Regions from separate parts of the Hordeum vulgare genome. Here all the other regions are linked to region 3. A link is a contact called in public Hi-C data. All regions are on one chromosome and are shown on one strand. Each heading gives the region's core, a stretch centred on a gene start, on an enhancer-like site or on the middle of the called end of the contact. The rest is flanking DNA. Distances are from core to core; before and after follow the strand shown. Region 1 has its middle 570 kb from the start of LOC123409900. Region 2 has its middle 560 kb from the start of LOC123413346. Region 3 holds the start of LOC123413346 (ABC transporter B family member 1).

Region 1 (4,553 bases), core at 175-2,674, 800 kb before region 3:
TCCGGTGCACGGTTATTTTAATTATGTTCAATGCAAGATAAGGGGTTTTTGTGTAATTCAGAAATTCACTTGAAATTAGTCAAATTTACAGGATAAAAATATAAGCATTGGGCCAAATCTGCATGAGCTAATGGGCCTACATGGGTGAGTGTAATATAACAAGGGGTACATTGGGCAAGGGATACTGGGCTGGCACTCACATTAGGATGGTGGGCCGGCTAGACGACACGAAGCGTAATGATGCAGCTCAGCAAACGGGGAGGACGAGTTTGGCTGGGACCTCCTATACGGCGCTGCAGGCTCCCGTTTGCCCTCGTGGCGCCTGCAGCGCCCCGTCTTGGACCGGCCCATCAAAGACCTCGGCACCCCTGCAGGTGCTGAAAAAGTTCATTGGTTTTTGCAAAATAAAATACACCGATTTTGCAAAAGAAATTCTTTATATAGGAAACTTTTTTGATAGATTTTAAATATAATAACAATCAAATTTGGAAAATGTTTATCAAGTTTGAAATAAGGTTCATTAATTTTTAGAAAAAGTTCAATGACTTTGAAAATCGTTCATCAAATTTGAAAAAAAGTTAATCGATGTTCAAAAAAAGTTCAATGAATTTGAAAAAAGTTCAACGAAATATAAAAAAGTTCATTGAATTTGAAAAAATGTAATAAAAATTGAAAAAAATCACCGAATTAACAAAGAGTTCATTAATTTTGAAAAAAAAGTTCATCAAATTTGAATAAAGTTCATGAAATTTAAAAAAAGTTCACTGAATTAAAAAATGAGTTCACAAATTTTGAAATAAAATTCATCCAATTTGGAAAAAGTTAATCAAATTTTAAAAAAAGTTCATCAAATGTGACAAAAGTTCATCAAATTTTAAAAGAAGTTCATCAAATTAATAAAAATCATTGAATTTGAGAAAAAAAGTTCACCAGATTTTTAAAAAACTTTCATTCATTGAAAAAGTTCGTCAATTTAAAAAAAAAGTTTGGTGAATTTGAAAAACAATTCACCAATTTCAAGAAAAAGTTCACAAACTATTAAAAATCATCGAGCCATGAAAAAAAAAGAAAAAACAGAAACGAAAAAAGAAAAGTAAAAAAAGAAAAACAGGAGCAAAAAACGAAAACGAGAGATGGAAATAAGAAAAGATCAAAATAAAATTAGTGATCAGGTCGGATGTGGTGGCGCGGTGGTTACGGCCTAAAGTTCGAATACCCGCGGTGCCCTAGTCTTTTTTTTTAATTCAAAACAGAAGGAAAAATGCTTAGATGGGCTGGCCCAGCACGGGTCGATGCAGGCGCCCGTTAGCAGAATTGAACTGTAAGGCGCTAAATAGAATTGGCCCATTTGGCTGGAGGGTTGAAGCAGACCCTGGACGACGCGGTCCAACCACGCGAAGCGATTCACGCAACGGTTTTCCTGTGCCCGCGGTTTAGCCGAATCAGACTGGTTTGCATTGAACCGCCGGCTCGCGCGGTTCTGGGCGGTCCAAGTGCAGAAGGCAAGCGGGATGAGCAGGCGAGATCCTGCTCGATGCAGGGGAGCAGAGGATGCAGCGGACGGGGCGACGGGCAACTCTGGTAGGCGGGTAGCGAGGAGTCCATTCAGGGTACAGGAACGGCGGGGACGGATCCCGGGGGCCGCACCAATGGCGGAGTGATGCAGATCCGAGTGGTTCAGGCATACTGGAGCTCCATGGTTGTTCCGTGTTCGTCACGGATATAGAGAGAGCGAGAAGTTAGAAAGGGAATAGAGATGGTGAGGCAAGGAGGAAGGAAAAAGAAGCAACAAACGGAGGAGCTGGGCACGCGGCAAAGGTGTCGACCTGACTCCAGCGAGGGGCGGCGGCGACCGGCGTCCATGACGAGAATGGCACGGGTGCTCGAGGAACCAACACATGGAGCTTGCTGGAGGAGGGTGGCTTGCGGCGCTAAGCACCCTCGCGGCAGAGGACGACGCCACGAGGTGGGCTAAGGGTTGGTTGCCTCGATCCCCTCCGGATCGAGTGTTGCGGCTGGGTGGCTCGGGACCGAGGAGGTGCACGCACCTGGTTCGTCCAGCGTTGAAATTGAGGAGGAACATGTTGTTGGTTGGATCTGCAAAACGAGGTGGTGGCGGCGGGGACAAGATGTACGGATGGATGGGACAGATTCTAGAGTTAGGTTGTGACCTCTTAAATAGTTAGGTTGCTATGGTTCAGGGTTATTTGGACCCTCTGATTTTAATCGAATGATCGAAGAAAAATAGGTTAGTTGATCTTATTAAAAACATGATGATGGTTTGGGCTACTACGGGGTTGATCCGGACCTAACTGTCATGACCGTACGTTTTGGGTTCGGCAAAGCTACCGGCACGCGCGAACGGTCTATGCATTGTGTAGATTGGCTAGGCATGTGAAGAGAGGGAAAAAGGGCCGTCCGGTGATAGAGTTTAAAATACCGAAACATCTACGATTTAGATCGTCTATTGTGTCGTTTGGGGTATTACGGGGTTGATCCGGACCCAACTGTCATGACCGTACGTTTTGGATTCGGCAAAGCTATCGGCACGCGCGAGGGGTCTATGCATTGTGTAGATTGGCTAGGCATGAGAAGAGAGGGAAAAAGGGTCGTCCGGTGATAGAGTTTAAAATACCAAAACATCTACGATTTAGATCGTCTATTGTGTCGTTATAGGTTTAACGATTTGGGTATCAAATAACTTTCGAATGCGACGAAATTTGACACGTGGTTTACCTACATTAAAATAAGACTCCACACCAACTTTCAACTCGTTCCAAGAATTTTTTTTATACACAGTTTTGAAAACAAATATATTAACAATGTCACGGGCGCGTGCGTGTGTGGTTGGTCTCAGAACGGTCAAGGCAAGAACGGAGACAACTGGCAACAAATAACGGATGCAAGTTTTGAGAAATGGCGGCAACAAAGTGTCAATGCAATGCGGATAATGTGCACGATGGGATGAAGAATGCGACAACAAAATAATCACACGACGATAACGAAATAAAAGGGGAATCTTCTAGAGCGTTGATTCTGGGCTGTTACAATATGGCATTCTGAAATAATCAGATTCTCAGACTTAGAATTATTTTGGCCCTACAAACAAGAGCATTTCATGGCATGTTCACATGAAGAAAACTACAGCTAAACATGACATACATGTCATGGAAAACCTACTAACAACATTGCACACTGCAATTCACTCCATTGTCACACATTCAAAAGAGGCATGGTTTTCTTAATATGACCTTCGTAAAATGGAACTTCATGAAAATAGATTAGTTGTTTTAACGTGCTAGCACCTTCGGAAAAACAAATGAACATGTTAATGATAATTTACATGGCAATCAAAGGCATGACATCAAATTTGACATCACAAAGAGCAATTATCACGAAGGAACCACATGCAAAAGGCATATGGTTTGGATGCAATAATCCACGCAAGTTTGAACAAAATATCAGTTTTTGACAAGTACGATGGAATGTTCTTTTGCAACACAATTTTGAGCATGAAGATGAATCCTATTATGCATGCAAATGCCACTTGATGAAGTACGCAACATGTAGAACAAATTTCATATAATAGGCGTGTCCATGGAATCAACATGCAAAAAGCTATGACCCACACAAAATGCATAAACGAATAAATACACAGGCTGGAAACTTAGTGAAAAATGACTAAGCACGAAGAGTGGGATGGATCGGTACCGGGGATCCGGAGATCCCATTTGGATCGTGGGTCGGTGATGAGCTGGATCGGGACATCGTCGTCCAGATTAACCGGGGCCGTGGACACTTGTCGTCCAGGGCGATGAGGACGCTGGCGGCCGCTACACGCGACAAGGATGGCGGGACGGTGTCGCGGACGCTGGTGGTTGCTACACGCGACAAGGATGGCGGTCTTCAACTTGCACAAAGTTATATATATCCTGCAAGGCAACTTGTTTCTTATGGACAGGAAAATATTTCTCACAGAAGTAATATATCATATCCTGGGGACTACGTACACAACCAGGAGCAAGAGAAGTAAACCAAGTCTTAGCATCACCCTTAAGGATATAGTAATGGAGAAGTTTTTCCTCATTCGTGAATAGGGTGGCTATATCATTCAGCTTAGTAAGATGTGCTACAACCGTTTCAGACTCATAACCATGAAAAGGATCAGATTCGACCAAAGTGATTAACTCAGGATCGACAGAGAATTCATAGTCCTTAACGGTAACAAAGATGGGCGAAGTAGCAAACTTAGGATCGTATTTCATTCGACAATTCAGAGATTTTTCTTTCTACTTGCGCAATAAATTCTCAAGATCATAGCTATCCTTACAAGCAAGAAAGTCTTCAGCTACCTCTCCCTCCATAACATAACCCTCAGGTATATTAGGCAATTCATATCTTGGAGAGCTAGTTCTAACAGGTGAAACAGCAGGTTCTACTTCGATAATTTCATCAGTTTCAGAAGTATCATCACTTTAAGCAGCAACTCTAGCAATTTGTGCATCAAGAAATGCACCAGTGGCAAAGCAGTATCAAGCAAAGCATCATCATAA
Region 2 (4,076 bases), core at 1,361-3,860, 560 kb before region 3:
CAGTGCTCATGGGACTCCATTCCCACAGGAACAACTGACCTGGATAAATTTCTATCTCACAAGGATGCTATCCTTGACTCCTAGGTTCCGGGGTTGGCGGCATCATGCTCCTCTCCGAACGCAATCTGGCCAAGACAATAGCCAGGGACAAGCCAGTGAGTACTTTGAATGTACTCGCAAACATCAAGAAATCAAACACGTTAAAGCAGGAGAGATGCATGCAATTTCCACGAACAATTGTACCATGACATTAGAGTTTATTTCATGGATGCATTCATGAAGAGATGCAATGCTCCCACCAATGTTTTATAAATACGAAAAGAAGGTAATACTGAATAAGTAATAATATGCGTGACACAGTCGGGCGTCTGAGAGACACCACATAAAGGGCTTCTATGAAACAATAAACATGCCACAGTCGAGCGTCTAATCGACACCACAGAAAGGGCTTATAAGAAATGATAATAAGCATGCCAGAGTCGAGCGTCTCAACGACACCACACAAAAGGGCTTACAAGAAATAATAGTAAATGTTGAATATCCAGGAGGTAGAACCGTCCCAGGTATACCCAACAACAATATCATAGGGGTTAGTCCAGAGTAATAATAATAATATGATTATCCACCACATCTTCATATGATTTTCCACAACCATTATTTTTATCACCGCTTATACACCAAATACCGACTCTAGGACCGACACTTGACTTCGTGAAACAACGTCCTTGACCGGGGACACTGTTACTTGAATAGTTTTGACTCCGAAGAGGGTGTACTCTTTACACACAGCTCACGGTTTCTGATAGTCGACAAGACTAATCCCGCGTACGACATTTTAGAAGCGAACACTCAGAATCAGCACACACCGATTTTTCCTTCGCGAAGCCCGGCTTCACCTGGACTACGCTACCAAGGCAAAACCATAAGACGGGGAGGCTCCGATATCGACTAGCATGGGATCAAAAATTTATATCGCGCGCTCACTTGGAAGAGCCATGCCCTCCCGGTGCCAGACCGGGAACGCCCATGCCCCCTGACCGGATGACTGGATTTATTCCAGGGCCATGGATACCTTCATACCGGCCCCTCTACTTGGTGTGTGACTGATAATAGGTCTACAACTGACTTTACAGAATCCATTATCCATGAAACCATGGTAGCACTTTATAGAAGCATGACACGGACAAGACTCGATCTCGGTCGATACTGGAGTTAACCAAGTTTTACCGGCATCCTTGTGCACATGTCATGACCAGGCCATAACCTATCACGTTCCGCGTGACTAGGTTATTCCACGACCTTTCATAACTAGCACATGCCATCATCATATTTTACCAATGTTATAATGTGAGTAGCATGTAGGAAGAATGCAAGGTATTATTTCATGCAAGATTATTATCAACATAACCTCAAATCACGTAATACAATGATCACACAACTTATGGAAAATTTGGATTCATGATGCTTGCCTTAGGGGTTTGAGGAGGGTGATTGTGTACCCCATATCTTGGAGTAGATATCCTCTCTTCAAATCCTATTTTGAAAAATATTTGAATTAACAGACATATTCAAATTAGCACACAAAAGTTGTTTGAATAATTTTGAAATAAAACTTAAAATAAACTAGATGAAATTATAAACAGGTAGGAAAAAGAATCAATTGACTTGGAGTTACCTATAAAAAGTTATAGCCAGTCAAACTTTCCGGTCAACTCTGTTTTTTAAATCGAGAATAAAAGAAAACGCTTCCGGTGCAAATACGCTTTCTAACTGAGGAAGTGTATTACTGAGATAGCTGCCAGAAAATACGCTATACTAAATAGAAGACGCACCAGGGGGTTTGCGCCCCTCGGGGCTATGGCTCTCTCACCGACACGCGGGGCCCGCTTGTCGGGTTCTTCTTCTTTCTCCTGCTCATAGGGAAACAGGGGCGGGGAGAGAGACCCGGCGAGGTTCCCCGACGTTTGGAGGCCTCGCTCTAGGAGCTGAGCACGCCGACGAGTGCACGAGTGAGTACCCCATCCTCAGGAGGTACCTGAGTCGCGGAGGGGCTCAGGGGGCGAGTGCCCTATCTTCCACGGCGGACATGGGAGCTCCGGCGATCCCAACTCCGATTAATGGCGCTAATGGCACGGGGCAACACCGGGAATGGGTTCCCGGGGCTTTAGGGAGGCTAGCAGGGTAGGTAGAGCAGAACTACGGGGCTTGGGCTGCCGGAATTTAGCCAAGGACGGCCGGCAATCCTGCGGTCAACGACGAGCACCGTGAGCAGCTTGGGCCAAATTGGAGTGATGGGGAGGGGCTACAGGTGCTGGGAGGCTGCTACGGAGCTCATAGGGCTCGGGGGCTCCATAAAATAGCCGGCTCAAGGCGGTTCCACTTGGGCTCCGGATAAGCTCGACGGCGATAGAGCTTCAGGCTCGCAGCGGCGGCAGCAAGGGCAACACGTCAGCAAGGGCTGCAGGAGGACGATGCACGGGATGGACCGCGACACCTAGCGCGTTGGAAGCTCTCGGGCGGCGCCGTTCACTGCTGCGGCAGTGCTGACGTCGGCTAGCCACCACGGCTGGCACACTGCTGGGGATCTGCGTGCGCACAGGAGCAGCGACCAATGGTCGGGGGGAGAGGGGGGTTGATGCGGCTCTACAACAGACCAAAAGGGTGAGGGCATGGGGACGCGGTAGCTCGGCATGCGCGCGTGCAAAACATGTGCTCTGGTGCAACGAGAGCGCGCACGCAAGGTATTCGACACCATGCTAGTGCACATACTAGTGCTCCAAAACTTATGAAACTACACAGGACTAGGAGGGGGACATAAAAGAGGGTAGTGGACAAGCTATTTGGGCTAGATAAGAATTTTGCCAATGCAAACTCAAACTGATGCCAAATCTGATCATGTACATAACCTACTCGACACAAAGCTACTTGCATCCACTGGCCTTTTCTAGTGCCAAAAACTCCAGGTCAGGGTCTCTCTAGGTGCTAGCAATGGTGGTAGGGTTAGTTTGGCAAAAAGCAGAACTAGCTAATGCATTCTTTTGAATAACACATCTCTCGACAAAAAGTTGAAGCTATTATCACATGCACTTAATTTCATCCAATGGATCTCAACTCTTGGAGTTAAGGATTTGGTAGGGTGCCACACAAGAATGCAAGATTTCAAAGCAATTAGAGGAAGGAAAAGTATGGTTGTAGTACAAAGTACCAAACTGGTCCAGAACAGAAAGATCATTGTTATGTTAAATTTTTTCAAATCACATAGTGGGATTTTTCAATAAAAATGAATCTCCTACTATACTTGACATCCCCATATTTTTAGGTGTTGTAATACAAACTCAAATCTGGACTAGATCAGAAATGTAGTTAATGTGCTCAAAATATTCAAAACACTTGGGTAGATTTTTGCATAAATGTGATCTAGGGACATCATAGGTTATCTCCAAATTTTTATAGAATTTTTAGAAGAAGTGGTCACAAGGTTGCAGTGCAAAACAACCCTATAAAGAAAATATAAACCTGTTTTGAATAAAAGAAATCTGGGCAAAATATTAAAATAAAATATCCCAAGAATGTACCAGAAGAAAAGAAATGTTTTATGCAAGTACTCAGGTTCCAACATACATTATCAGAAATATCTACCTAGGGAAAACATCCTTATAAGGAGAAGGAGTGTTTCCAAGATTAATTAAAAATCCAGAAATTCAGATATTAAATAGACATAGCCAAAATAATATTATCTAAATAAATAATTCAAAATGGTCTCAAGTAAGGGCTCAAGCATTAAAAGATCTTTGAAAAGCCACTTGAAATGAAAAGTTTTTGGAAAGAGGCTTTGAAAATAGTCTTCTGGGGTGTGACAAACACTACCCCCCTTACCAATAAATCTCGTCCCAGAGATTTGCTTAGGAAGGAAAAACAATACACTCATGAAAACACGAAATACGATCACTCAAGTGCAGGCACAAACAAGGCAATCATATAGCAAACAGTCATTCCAATGCAGGTGGAGTCAATGCAATCAAATAGCACATCACTACTCACCTGGCATTCGGAAAACATACTAACGAACTAACGTA
Region 3 (4,513 bases), core at 825-3,324:
TACTCTCCTTCATCCGTGTCGCCGATCGCTCCTCTCCTTCATCTACGCCATTAGCCGCTCCTCTCCTTCCTGTGCGCCGCTGCTTGCTTCTCTTTCTTCTGCGTCATTGACCGCTCGTCTCCTTCCTCCGCGCCTCCGGCTGCTCCTCTCCTTCTTCCCCGCCGTCGGCCGTTTCTCACATTCCTCTGCGTCGCCGCTTTCTTCTGCACCGACACCCGTGGCTAGCAAAGGGGCGACGGATGCAGGGCACGCGGGCGGGAAGAGGAGCTCTCGCGTCTAGTGCTCGACATGCTGTCGGGGATCTGCTCCATTCAATTCCACCAAACCAAACATTAAGACTTAAGAGCAACCCAACGGGGCGACCCATTTCGTCCGCTGCCGTCCGTTTGGGTCCGTGCAGACAAAAGTGATGGCCCAATGTGCGGACCCATTTTCAAAACGCGTCCGTTTTGCGTCCGCGCTGACCCATTTCTGGCTCAAATTTGGGACTGAAATGCATCGGCGCGGAAACGAAGCGGACGCGCGCGCCCCCTCTCCGTGTCAGCATGTGGCCGGCCTGGCCTACTTATCACACAACCATCCACCCACCTGTGCCTGCTTATTTAATTCGTCGTCCACTCTCACCCACCTTTCTCCTATTATTATAATATTACAATGTTGATGCCCACTTGCTTCCTGTTAGGCGTATGTGTCGACCCATTTTAAAAAACGGACACAGACAGACCGGCGGACGACCCAAACGGACAAAAAACGGACAAAGCGCGCGTCCATTTGCTTCGCCCCTTTGGAGTTGCCCTAACCGTTTCATTTCAGCTTATTATTCATACCAAACATAGAGATGAAACTATTTCATTTTCGTTGGTTTCCTAACCGAACACACGATAAAAAGATTTATACTTTCTCCGTCTTAAAATAAATGTCTTAAGCTTAGTACAATTTTATATTAGAGCTAGTATAAAATTGAGACAGTTATTTTAAGACGGAGGGAGTATTTAACAACGGAGGGAGTACGTAAGAGTAGACTGTCTGCGTGGTTGACCGGTCCATGTATGCTGTACGCGATACAGCCTTCTCGTCCAAGCTTAGCCAAAGCCTCACCGGCAGGGTAGACAGTCAATCATGCAGCAGCACGCGCTATAGTAGAATAATGCAGCAAAGAAAACAGCACGCACTTGCACGCCTCCCGAGATGGGCGCCACAACACCGGCACGCGCTATAGGCGAGCTCCTTCACCGAGATGGGAACTCAAGAAAGAAGAACCACTGCACTATACGGGGAAATGTGCCGCAAGCATCTTCATTGACAAGCAGTTTCCACTTAGGGCATCTCCAATGGTTGTAAGATAGTTGTTGGTAATTTTGACACATAGGATTTTTGATGATGTGTCATGCAATAAATGAGGAAAGAGAGCAAGGTTGTATGTAAATTAACCAACACCCTTGCACAAGCTCCAATGTAGAATGAGAGAGCACCTTATTTATTACATCACATCTTATTGGGCAAACTAGATACAACCCATTGGAGTAGTTGTATGTTAAGGTGTTGGTTGATGACATGACATATTTTACCAACAACCTAACCAACAAACTGTTGAAGATGCCCTTAGAGTACACACGATTATGGACGTAGGCAAATTACTACTCCTAATACTACAGAGGTGGGATTTGATACTACTCCGATGTGTCATTCTTTTGCTAAAGAAACATACTACAGAGGTGGGAGTAATGGATAGAATGTGAGCGTATGTAGTACTCCCTCCGTTCCTGAATATAAGTAGTTTTAGAGATTTCATTAGAAGACTACGTACGGATGTATATAAACATATTTTAGACTGTAGATTCTGTAGTTCATTAGTACAATCTCTAAAAAGACCGATGTTTAAGAACGGAGGGAGGAACGGAGGGAGTATGTAATAGTATGTGTTTGTGGGTATATGTATATCTACTATACTGTGTTAAAAAGGACATATAAATAGGATTGGGGTGAGACGTAGAGAGGGGAATAATGCATACTCCTACCAAATACGGTGGGCCCTTGTCCCCATTATAGATTCCTACCCATCACTCTTATAAGCAGGAAGGGGAAGGAGAAGCAGCAGCCTGCCAGTCCCACTCACACACTTGACAGGACTAGACGGGAAGGCCGAAACAGAGGAGAGCAGAGCATTTCCAGGGATAGAGGGAGGGATTTCCCCGGCTCCCCCTCCGTGCAGTGCCGAGCCGTCCCGATGTCTAGCGACCCTGAAGAGATCAAGGCTCGCGTCGTCGTCCACGGCGCCGACGCCGAGGCCGACGCCGCCGACGAGTGGGCTCGCCCGGAGCTCGAGGCTTTCCACCTCCCCTCCACCTCCCAGCCCCCACACTTGTTCCACCCACCGCACCCAGACCCAGAAGCAGAGCAATCCACACCAGCGCCGGCCGTGGCAGCAGGTGCCACCAACAATGCGTCCAGCTCTCCCCCTCCCCCTCGCTCGCCGCCTCCCGCGCCAATGGAGACAGAGAAGCTTCCGCCCAATGCCAAGCCGTATGCCGGCGAGAAGCCGCCCCCTCCGGCGCCGGCGGCCGCCCTGCGCGACCTGTTCCGCTTCGCCGACGGCCTAGATCGCGTCCTAATGGCCGTCGGCACGCTCGGCGCTCTCGTCCACGGTTGCTCCCTCCCCGTCTTTCTCCGCTTCTTCGCCGACCTCGTCGATTCCTTCGGCTCCCACGCCGACGACCCCGACACCATGGTCCGCCTCGTCGTCAAGTACGCCTTCTACTTCCTCGTCGTCGGCGCCGCCATCTGGGCGTCGTCCTGGGCGGAGATTTCCTGCTGGATGTGGACCGGCGAGCGCCAGTCCACGCGGATGCGGATCCGGTACCTCCAGGCGGCGCTCAAGCAGGACGTCTCCTTCTTCGACACTGACGTGCGCACCTCCGACGTCATCTATGCCATCAACGCCGACGCAGTCATCGTCCAGGACGCCATCAGCGAGAAGCTCGGCAACCTCATCCACTACATGGCCACCTTCGTCGCCGGCTTCGTCGTCGGCTTCACTGCGGCGTGGCAGCTCGCGCTCGTCACGCTCGCCGTCGTGCCGCTCATCGCCGTCATCGGCGGCCTCACCGCCGCCACCATGGGCAAGCTCTCCTCCAAGAGCCAGGACGCGCTCTCCAGCGCCAGCAACATCGCAGAGCAGGCCCTGTCGCAGATACGGATCGTGCAGTCGTTCGTCGGCGAGGAGCGGGTGGCGCAGGCCTACTCGTCGGCGCTAGCGGTGGCGCAGAGGATCGGCTACCGGAACGGCTTTGCTAAGGGCCTTGGGCTGGGCGGCACCTACTTTACTGTCTTCTGCTGCTACGCTCTGCTCCTCTGGTATGGCGGTCACCTCGTCCGCGGCCACCACACAAACGGCGGGCTGGCCATCGCCACCATGTTCTCCGTCATGATCGGCGGACTGTAAGTCGTCTTACCCATCACTCTTTACCTTGCTGCCGCTGAATCATGACATTTCTGGTCAGTCAATTATGACATTCTGGCCTTTTTGTTGTTGTGCGAGCAGCGCTCTTGGGCAGTCGGCGCCTAGCATGGCGGCGTTTGCCAAGGCGAGGGTTGCGGCGGCGAAGATCTTCCGCATCATCGACCACACGCCAGGCATCACCAAGGAAGGCGACGCCGGCGTGGAGCTGGAGTCGGTGACCGGGCGGCTGCAGCTGAGAAACGTGGAGTTCGCGTACCCGTCCCGGCCGGACACGCCGATTCTGCGCCGCTTCTCTCTAAGCGTGCCGGCCGGGAAGACGGTCGCGCTGGTTGGCAGCTCTGGCTCAGGGAAGAGCACGGTGGTGTCCCTGATCGAGAGGTTCTACGACCCGAGTTCAGGTCTGACTCTCAAGTTTTCTGTCTTGAGTTGGCCATTAACTTACATTTGCAAGCAGAGCACAGAAGTGAGTTAGCAGGAGCTTGTTAAAATGCGAGCAGGGCAAATCATGCTTGACGGCGTTGAGCTCAAGGATCTGAAGCTGCGGTGGCTGCGGTCGCAGATCGGCCTGGTGAGCCAGGAGCCGGCGCTTTTCGCGACAAGCATCAGGGAGAACCTGCTGCTCGGGAGGGAGGAGGCGAGCCAGGTGGAGATGGAGGAGGCCGCAAGGGTCGCCAACGCCCACTCCTTCATCATCAAGCTCCCCGACGGCTACGACACGCAGGTCCGTCCGTTGCTCATTCTCTCCGGCAATCATATCATATTCATCCCAAGCCTCCGCCAGCGCCGCGCGTGCTACCTTCTTCCTTTTTATCCGTCCGATCCGTGCGCCATTAGGCTGGCTGGCTGGCATAGCAGATAGCTTGCTCTTTCCACCAACCACTTTCCTCATCACGGCCATCATTTGCCCTTTGCCGTGGAGAAGCGGAGAGAAGCTAGATACCCCCGGCTCAGATCGGATGCTTGGCACTCCGTTTGTTTGTTTGTTTGTTAGGCAACAGCATGACATGTTGACACCTTCTCTTCTCTTCTCGTCTGGGCTCCATCACAGGGCCC

Evidence for each region. A called contact is a pair of places that touch in the nucleus more often than the background predicts.
Region 1: a contact with region 3 is called in a Hi-C map of seedling, with 4 times the contacts expected there. The contact joins the enhancer-like site here to the promoter of LOC123413346 in region 3. A contact is called at or near these places in 2 of 6 Hi-C or Micro-C datasets (leaf and seedling) and 1 of 1 datasets of contacts at active chromatin or transcription factors (embryo).
Region 2: a Hi-C map of leaf shows a contact between it and region 3, with 6 times the contacts expected there. The contact joins the enhancer-like site here to the promoter of LOC123413346 in region 3. A contact is called at or near these places in 2 of 6 Hi-C or Micro-C datasets (leaf and seedling) and 1 of 1 datasets of contacts at active chromatin or transcription factors (embryo).

What each region holds. Positions count from the first base shown.
Region 1 is chr7H:292,591,072-292,595,624 of MorexV3_pseudomolecules_assembly, forward strand. No RefSeq gene overlaps it. Among protein-coding and RNA genes, the nearest start is that of LOC123409900, 570 kb to the left of the region's middle. Within about 2 kb of position 1,425, at least 3 of the 3 cell types and tissues checked have open chromatin away from gene starts, as enhancers often do. A contact at or near this core is called in leaf and seedling, where this site is marked.
Region 2 is chr7H:292,822,636-292,826,711 of MorexV3_pseudomolecules_assembly, forward strand. No RefSeq gene overlaps it. Among protein-coding and RNA genes, the nearest start is that of LOC123413346, 560 kb to the right of the region's middle. Within about 2 kb of position 2,611, at least 3 of the 3 cell types and tissues checked have open chromatin away from gene starts, as enhancers often do. A contact at or near this core is called in leaf and seedling, where this site is marked.
Region 3 is chr7H:293,387,551-293,392,063 of MorexV3_pseudomolecules_assembly, forward strand. It overlaps LOC123413346 (ABC transporter B family member 1), which reads left to right and starts at 2,075. Exons shown (of 4, transcript XM_045106290.1): 1 at 2,075-3,438; 2 at 3,542-3,858; 3 at 3,958-4,181. The coding sequence starts at 2,228.